Regions from separate parts of the Xenopus tropicalis genome. Here region 2 is linked to region 1. The links are chromatin contacts, called in public Hi-C maps. All regions are on one chromosome and are shown on one strand. Each heading gives the region's core, a stretch centred on a gene start, on an enhancer-like site or on the middle of the called end of the contact. The rest is flanking DNA. Distances are from core to core; before and after follow the strand shown.

Region 1 (3,845 bases), core at 989-3,488:
GTACTTTATGTACACTGTAAGTAACTCCATAGAGAAGAATATGGATGGAATTACCATGGGGCAAAATTTGCTCTGTGTTGCAGTCAGATGTACAGTCAGCTTACATCAATATAAATAACATAAATATAACCTGCTGCCTCTTATAAATACATAGGCAGTGTTATAAATTGGTCACTCCAAATGTTTCTGTTCGATCACATATAATGAAAGCATGAGCAAAGACTGTACTGTTAATGGGACCTAAAGGAAAAAATGAGAGGATGCTCAGGGCTTTGGTGTCTTCTCTGCTTGCAGATGGAGATCAAGTATTGACTAAGAATAAGTATGTACACAAGGGAAATGTGGGCCTGTTTGAATTACTGTCAGTTTCTGTGTATCTTTCAATGTGACGTCCTCCCATAGATAGTTGGTGTCAGACAGCAGAGAGTGACAAATGCCTTGCTCCTAAGTTGTGATAAGGAGAAATGTGTGCTGTCAGGCAAAGTGGAATGTCATCTGCACTGCTGACACAGTCGGACTGGCAGCCTCATGATTCTAAATGACTTCTTTTTGCACCCCCTAGAAATGCACGGTGGATGGGCATCAGGTGGAAATCAAACTGTCAGAGAGGGCAATCAGGTGAGTGACTCAAGCGTTTACTTGAAAGCAGCGTTCATGCATTTGAATGGAAGGATTTGCTGCAGAACTGTAATGAACTTTTCATTCTTGCTTGGCATCCACAGAGCAGCAACTTCAACGGAACGCAAAAAACAGAACTCTAAGAAACAGCAGAGCTCAAAAATTCTTGTGCGCAATGTCCCCTTCCAAGCAACGGTTCGTGAAATACGTGAGCTGTTCAGGTGAGTGGCTTCAGGCAGGCATACTACCAGTGCTCCAGTTACATTTAGATTGTTATTCTCTTGTGTTGGCAGTAGGGGGAGCAATCGCTTCGTGCAGGTTATACACAATATGGCTGATCATTTGTACACTATTTGTACATTTAGTGACATTGTCTGTTCAGTGCTAGACTGAGTGATGCCTAGTGCCTGTCTGTGTCTGATTGTCACTATGCTTGCTGTGTTTTGCATAGGTTAATGCAGAAGTTCTGATTTGCATATTTTTGAAGTAGGATTTCTTTATGTCACTGTTAAGGGGAAGTGCAGCATTCCTGCTGGAATCTCCATGACCTTGGTGTGCAGTGAATACTGGAATGCTGTGCACATTTTTTTTTTTTTTTATGGTATTGTGTTTGATGACATCAGATGTGTGGGAGGCATAGACACCTGGACAGAAAAAAATTGTGTGTTGTAGTCACACATTATGAATAAGAGTTATGTGGAAACTGTAATGCATTGTGCCATCGGAGCCAGACATTTTATGTATACTGCTATGCAAAATGTTACTCTGTGTGTCTTGGAAGATCAGCATTTCTATCATGTCAGTTAGTGAAGCTAGTAAGCTTGTATAGGCTACTAGAAGTCTATGTAGAATGTAAAGTTGATTGATATTTGTCTTTCTCCACCTTAGTTACCAAGACATTGCAGTTAGTTTTACATCTGTTGAGTGAGTTATTTGATAATATCACATTGCCAACACTGCGGAAACACAATAAACATTAGCATGGATGCACAACTTGAGGTTTAATACACACAGTCATATATAAGGCATGCAAGTTAAATATCAGGGAGATAACAATGTATTTCTTGACTATAGCACATTTGGAGAATTGAAGACCGTCCGTCTGCCTAAGAAAATGGCTGGCACAGGGAGTCACCGTGGATTTGGCTTTGTGGATTTTGTCACCAAACAAGATGCAAAGGTTAGGACAGCCTTAAATTCTCTGTATATTTGTATATGTTCATACAAGGGAGATGGAATACTGCTTTCTTTGGTAGTGATCTTCTCCATCAACTGCAGAAGAATAGTTCTATGCCATGGCTGCTATAAATAATGCCTCTGCTAAGGCTAGGAATGTGGCAGTTTCCACCCATGTAAAATGAATACTTGAGAGAATGGATACTATCAGCATTCAGTAATATCCACTGTTGTGCTTTAAAGTTCATTAAGAAAACAAACAAAATAAATTTCTCTTTTTATTCTGTGTTTGAGTGGGCAGAGCAGGCCATCCTCAAAAAAAAAAAAATTCTCCCTCTTCATAGCAGGGAGTAGTTCATGTGCAGCGGTTTACTGTAGGGTAAATTGCAGGAACTGAAAGGAGCTAATCATTGCTGATGGCTTATCAGGGCATGGGAGGGATTATTGACAGAAAAGACTGTCCACATTCTCTACTGACCTTGCTCCAATGAGCCATAGCCTTGGCGCATCCTGTTGGCAACAATGGGAAGTGATTTTCAGTGAGAATGCTGGAATCTCCTAAAACCCTGTCTGCCACGGCCCTTAGAGCAGTCTTGTTTTGTGATTGTAGGTTAATAATTGGGTAATTTAGTTAATTCGGTAAGAGTTGAGTAAGAAACCATGATGTAGAGCCAAACTTGAAGTTAGGGCCCCAGCCCCAGTTCTTCCCTGGGGATATTCAGCACTTTTTGTGTGTTCTAAGGACACCTTTAAAACTTGTGGTCTAGAAGTATTATTTGTGATTTTTGTCCTATTTAATTTCTGATGCATATATGTCACATTTGCACTGTTTTGGATTTCTGCCACTCTCCTTTCAGCAAGAGTTTTTCTTCTACTTCTTCCTGAATCTTTCCCTCCAGACATGAAGATCCTATTTTCATTCTCTCCACCCTTTTAAATAGCTGTTTTCACACTGCCTGTTTCCCAATTAACAAGTGACGAATCTGTGTAAATAAACAGGCAGAGGGGGGTGATGTTTAGATGCTGTTTATGTTGCACAAGATCTTCCAATTACAGCTTCATTTATACTCTTACTTTCTCACTTCTCTCAATATTTGGCTCAGCCTGTCGCCCCTTCTGGCCTCACTCTGGCTTCTCTGGCTGTCATTTCTCCACCTCCCTGAACCCTAGTACTAAATGCCAAGGAGGTGATATTTTATTATTGAGCAAATGCTTTACTTTAGATCCAGCAATTCTTTGCATTAATATTCAGTGACCAACCACAAATAGAGTGTACAGCATATAAATGTTCTTTTGCAACACGTTCGGATCTTTTTTCCTTTTTGAATTGTATTCAGAAACCTGATTGTTCCATTTGTTTTATCTTTTTCATTGTGTTCAAGGCTGTAGCCTTACATGTTTCACTTAAAGAAAAACCAAGGATAATGCTGAAGTCTTGTTTTCTTAGGCTTAAGTCCTCAAAACATTAATGGGGTCTTGGGGATTTATGTCAAACATATATATATCTGAAACCCATTCTGACTAATCTGGAATGAAACCTGATAAATACTTGAATAGTCTAACTGTCAACAAAAATTTTATATTCTATATAATTTTTCAGAGTCATGTATTATCTGATGTTGTGACAGGTAAAATGATAATGTTCAGTTTACAAACCACAGAAGTTAGAGGCTTATTAATTGGTTTTCCAGTCTGTAAATTAGAGTTTGTTGTTCTAAATCGAATAAACTCACATATCAAATAGTCGATTATTTATTAATATGGAAAACGCATTTGAATAAAAAACTTGAATATCTCAAATTTTTCAACTTTACAAGCTATACAAACTTGAAAAATTTAAGTTTGAGAACATGGCTTGACTTTGCCTGTGACAGCTGCCATTGAACTCTATAGAAACTCACAAGTTTTAGATGGCAATTTAAAAATTTGAGTCTTTCGTTTTTTTGCACTTAAAAAAAAAAAATCAAACTCGACCGCTGATAAATCACCCCCCTTAGTGTTGAATATCTATATTTCTTGATGTAAATCAGTGTTTGTAAATGGACTAAACC
Region 2 (3,845 bases), core at 760-3,259, 130 kb after region 1:
GCTATGGGAGATGCTGAGAAGTGCCCAGAGTGGCGGTAAAGGATAAAGACTAACACAAGGTGCAGTGACACCTACATAGAAGTGAGAAAAAGCAAATCAAGCAAGAGATAATACAGTCACCTCTCAAAAACTGCTATACAAATACAAAGGTTAAGAAAAATAATTGTATGGAATCTAATTCCTCCCACTTGTATTGCTAAGTCTTTAAAAGTAGCCACTATTGTATTCAAATATATAGGTAGACTTTTTAGGAAGAAATCATTAAAGTAATTTCTCATCCAATCACCAATAAAAGTAAACAACATATAAATAAAATTTTACAACTGAAAGATAAAAACAGGGAAAAGACACAGAAGAGACAAGTTTTAACTCGGTGAGAATAAGTGAAAAGGCCAAGAAATTTTACTGACTTTTAGCAAATCTCCTACTTACAACAGGGCTGTGTGTTTTTGAGGGATACATACCTGATCTCTAGTATTTCATTATACCTACAAAACACCTGGGTGAGACAATGCTAAAAAATCACCCCGTTGACCATTTTCTCAAACAACAAATGTACGTACATGTTTACATCACTTTTTAATTTTATTTCACAATCTTCACCAAAATTATTTTCAAGAATATGGCATTAGGCTAATGCCACACATGGGGGATTCTTGGCTTGCAGATAAATCTAACACATTTTTAGCACATTTAACATTTTTTGAACCATATATAGCTCTTTGCCAGTTATTATTATGCCTTATTTATTTATATATTTCCAACATGTGCTGCAGCAGTTTACAGAGATTATATATCATTTAGCTGAGTCCCTATCCCAGTGGAGTTTACAGTATACATTCCTATTACATGTCATAATATTAAACATTTAATCAGTAGATATTTAAGTCACCTTATATATATGGAAGCTGTAGTTTATCAAAAGCCATGGGTTCAGGCCTGAACTGTGGATTCTGACAAATGCCAGAGGGGCTGCTGTAAGATTCCATAGACAGTCACTATTTATTGGGCCCAGGGGCTCTTTGGGCCTCAGTGTACCTTAAATGCCAGGGCCTATTTTGAATTTTTAGAACACAACAATAGAGGCAGCAGATCCTTTAGTTGCTTTGTGGCCAAGACCAACGTTCCCTCTAATTTTTTATAGGCTGTGTGCGCAAAAAATATCATCCGTGCGCATTTTAAAGCAAGATTACATTTTTGTGCGCTACAGAATGTTTGTTGGAGTTCAGTTATGGGCATTTTTGCGCAGGTCTTTCAGTTTCAGTTTCAGTGCACACGCGCACAGCTTAGAGGGAACAGTGGCCAAGACTATATACAGACATGTGTATATATATATATATTCATATCAGTAACACACAATTTCAGAATATGCTTCTAAATCAGGATCACCTTTTTCCAGGTTTGCGGATATAAAAATATTTTGCTATGGAGTTGGTTCCACTGACAGATGCCTTTATCACTTACATACTCTGCCTTGTCCTTTTTGTATCCTATAATAATCCCATTTATATCATAGTTAGAAATACTTTCTGGGTCCTGCTGTTAGTAAAGGATAACTTAAGCAAAGTCAGAGATTTTAAGTCTGTTGAAATAAGTGCTGTGCCCTATGCTGACCTGCAATGTGTATATGTAAGAATGGCCATGGCGATTGGATTTATTTGCTGTATCTCAAAATGAGGTTTATCAGAAAGCCAAAAGGTATTTTAAAGATTAAACGATTGTAAAGCCTCAGTGAGAGATTTTTCACGAGGTTTCTTCCAGAGGTCTCTTTAATCTCCTTTTCCCTCTCAATCCTCTAACCACCACCTCCTCCCTTGCCTTCCCTTCACCTCCTTAAAGGTTTACTTCATTGCCTCTCCAAAGTTCGCACTCTGCTGCAGTAGAAAGTAAGAAAGAGAGGGCATTGTGAAGGAAAGATGTAAGAGCTTGCCCCCCCTGCGCACTCCCTCCCCTCCCCGACACCCTCTGTAGTGTTGCAGGGGACAATACCACAGCTGCTTTCTTTGTACCTTATTCAGACAACAGTTGTTCCAATTACCTTCACATTCCTAGAACATATGGAGGGTGATTGGAAGAGAGCAGGGTACCCTGCCTTTCTCTGTTTGTTTTCTCTTTCCTCTGATTCACAATTTACCCATTACAATTATCATTTGTGTCATGTGCCCCATGAAAACCCAGACATTAATAATATTCAGAGAGGCAATGACATGCAGCAGCAGATTCTCCATTTCCTTTCCCTGCCTCTTCTTTCCCTTACATGGCCACCTTGCAAGTTTCATGTACCCAGTGCTGTTCTCTCTCTCCTGTTACATTTATCCACAATGCAGTTGTCACTTACATTATGTCTGGACAGAAGGATTAAAGTGTGTTTTGTACCCTATGTGTCTTTTATGTTTTCCTGCTGCTTTATTCCTCCTCATTCAGTTCAGGAAAACAGCATCTGCAAATGTCATGCGGAAAATGTCCAATACACTATAAATATCAATCTAAAGAGCAGGTTCTGGGCCAACAACATAAACACTGTCCATCTAGGGGCTGGGTGCAGTGGAGTGGAATACCCGCCTAGATAACCTTACATGGTTACAAGTTCCATGATTCCTCCCTGTATGTTGTCTGGGCTGAAACTTGTAGTTTTGCTTGTGTATATCTTTGTGACCAGCCAAAGGGATCTCTGTGGCACCCAAGCATTGATTCTTTTTTATGTAGCAATAATTTTGAAGTCATTCAGATTAATTGACTAGTGGAAATCTCTAGCCTCGGGTATATATCATGTAAATGTTCAGGAGTGTATAAACCTGCATACACTTGTCTCTCTCTCCTTACCCTTTTCATCTTTCTGCTTGTTCCCCTGACTGCAGTCCTTCTCAATATTTAGTCCTTCCACACACATGCACCCCCTTCTCCCTTGCCTTTGTGATCTGTTACAAGTTGGATGTGCCTTGTGTCTTTGAGCCGTGTGAATGGGGATGTGTGTTTACCAAGAACTGCATTCAGTGCCCTCAATAGATCTGTGTGTCAAGAGATTACAGAATCAGTTCTTTCTCATTCGGAGCAAAAGGGGAAACAAAGGCATCCAAATAAATTGCTTTATTCCTTCTTCTATAGGTGATTTAGTTACAAATTCAATTAAAAAGATACTAGAGTAATCAGTGGATTCTTGCAGAACGTGCTGCGTTACTTTGTCTTCAGCTTTCAGAAGTAAAAGGATGTTGTTGCCATTTTGATTTTACTCCTGGATGTTTATACATAAAAATGTATATTTAAATTATTTATATATGTTTCTATATAAAATATATCTGTTTTTCTACCTAGAGTGTGTTAATATATATCTATATCTAAATTCATATATATATGTATATATATATATATATATATATATATATATATGATCATTGGAAACCTTTTCTTTTTTATCTCTGTAAAAAGATTTTTTTCAAATGAGAAAAAAAATGTTGAAAAAAGTAATTATTTTCCCATCTGCTCCCTCCTGCATCCTTGTAATCGCTCCTCCCCTCCCTCCATCCCCTGCACACTTAATGCTTTGCCACACTTACAAATGGGTTTTATTCTGCCGCCTGTGTGATTTATTTCTATGTTTGGCTTATTATTTACCATTAATTAGGGCAGAAGTACATCGACTCAGGATGGCCCGGTGCTATGGGGGCAGGCTACTGAACAGAAAAATGGCAATTTTAGAAATCTCAAACCTTTACTCTGAAAAGCAGTACTTTTTAAAAAAAAATAGTTTGTAATGAATAACTATAAGTAAGTAAAATGTGCAAGGATTTAAATTGATGTAATGAGCCCATTTTCAGTAGTAACAGGTTCCCATATGTTGCTTTAGT

Evidence for each region. Hi-C and Micro-C count contacts between places; a contact is called where the count stands out from the background.
Region 2: a contact with region 1 is called in a Hi-C map of gastrula embryo, with 2.8 times the contacts expected there. The contact joins two enhancer-like sites. A contact is called at or near these places in 5 of 5 Hi-C or Micro-C datasets (brain, gastrula embryo, liver and 2 more).

The regions. Positions count from the first base shown.
Region 1 is chr1:146,030,328-146,034,172 of UCB_Xtro_10.0, forward strand. It overlaps rbm19 (probable RNA-binding protein 19), which reads left to right. Exons shown (of 25, transcript XM_012969880.3): 20 at 563-618; 21 at 723-839; 22 at 1,693-1,798. Among named protein-coding and RNA genes, the nearest start is that of rbm19, 19 kb to the left of the region's middle. Within about 2 kb of position 2,239, at least 3 of the 11 cell types and tissues checked have an H3K27ac peak or open chromatin away from gene starts, as enhancers often do. A contact at or near this core is called in gastrula embryo and neurula embryo, where this site is marked.
Region 2 is chr1:146,162,147-146,165,991 of UCB_Xtro_10.0, forward strand. All of the region lies in intron 4 of lhx5 (LIM homeobox 5), which reads left to right. Among named protein-coding and RNA genes, the nearest start is that of lhx5, 19 kb to the left of the region's middle. Within about 2 kb of position 2,010, at least 3 of the 11 cell types and tissues checked have an H3K27ac peak or open chromatin away from gene starts, as enhancers often do. A contact at or near this core is called in gastrula embryo and neurula embryo, where this site is marked.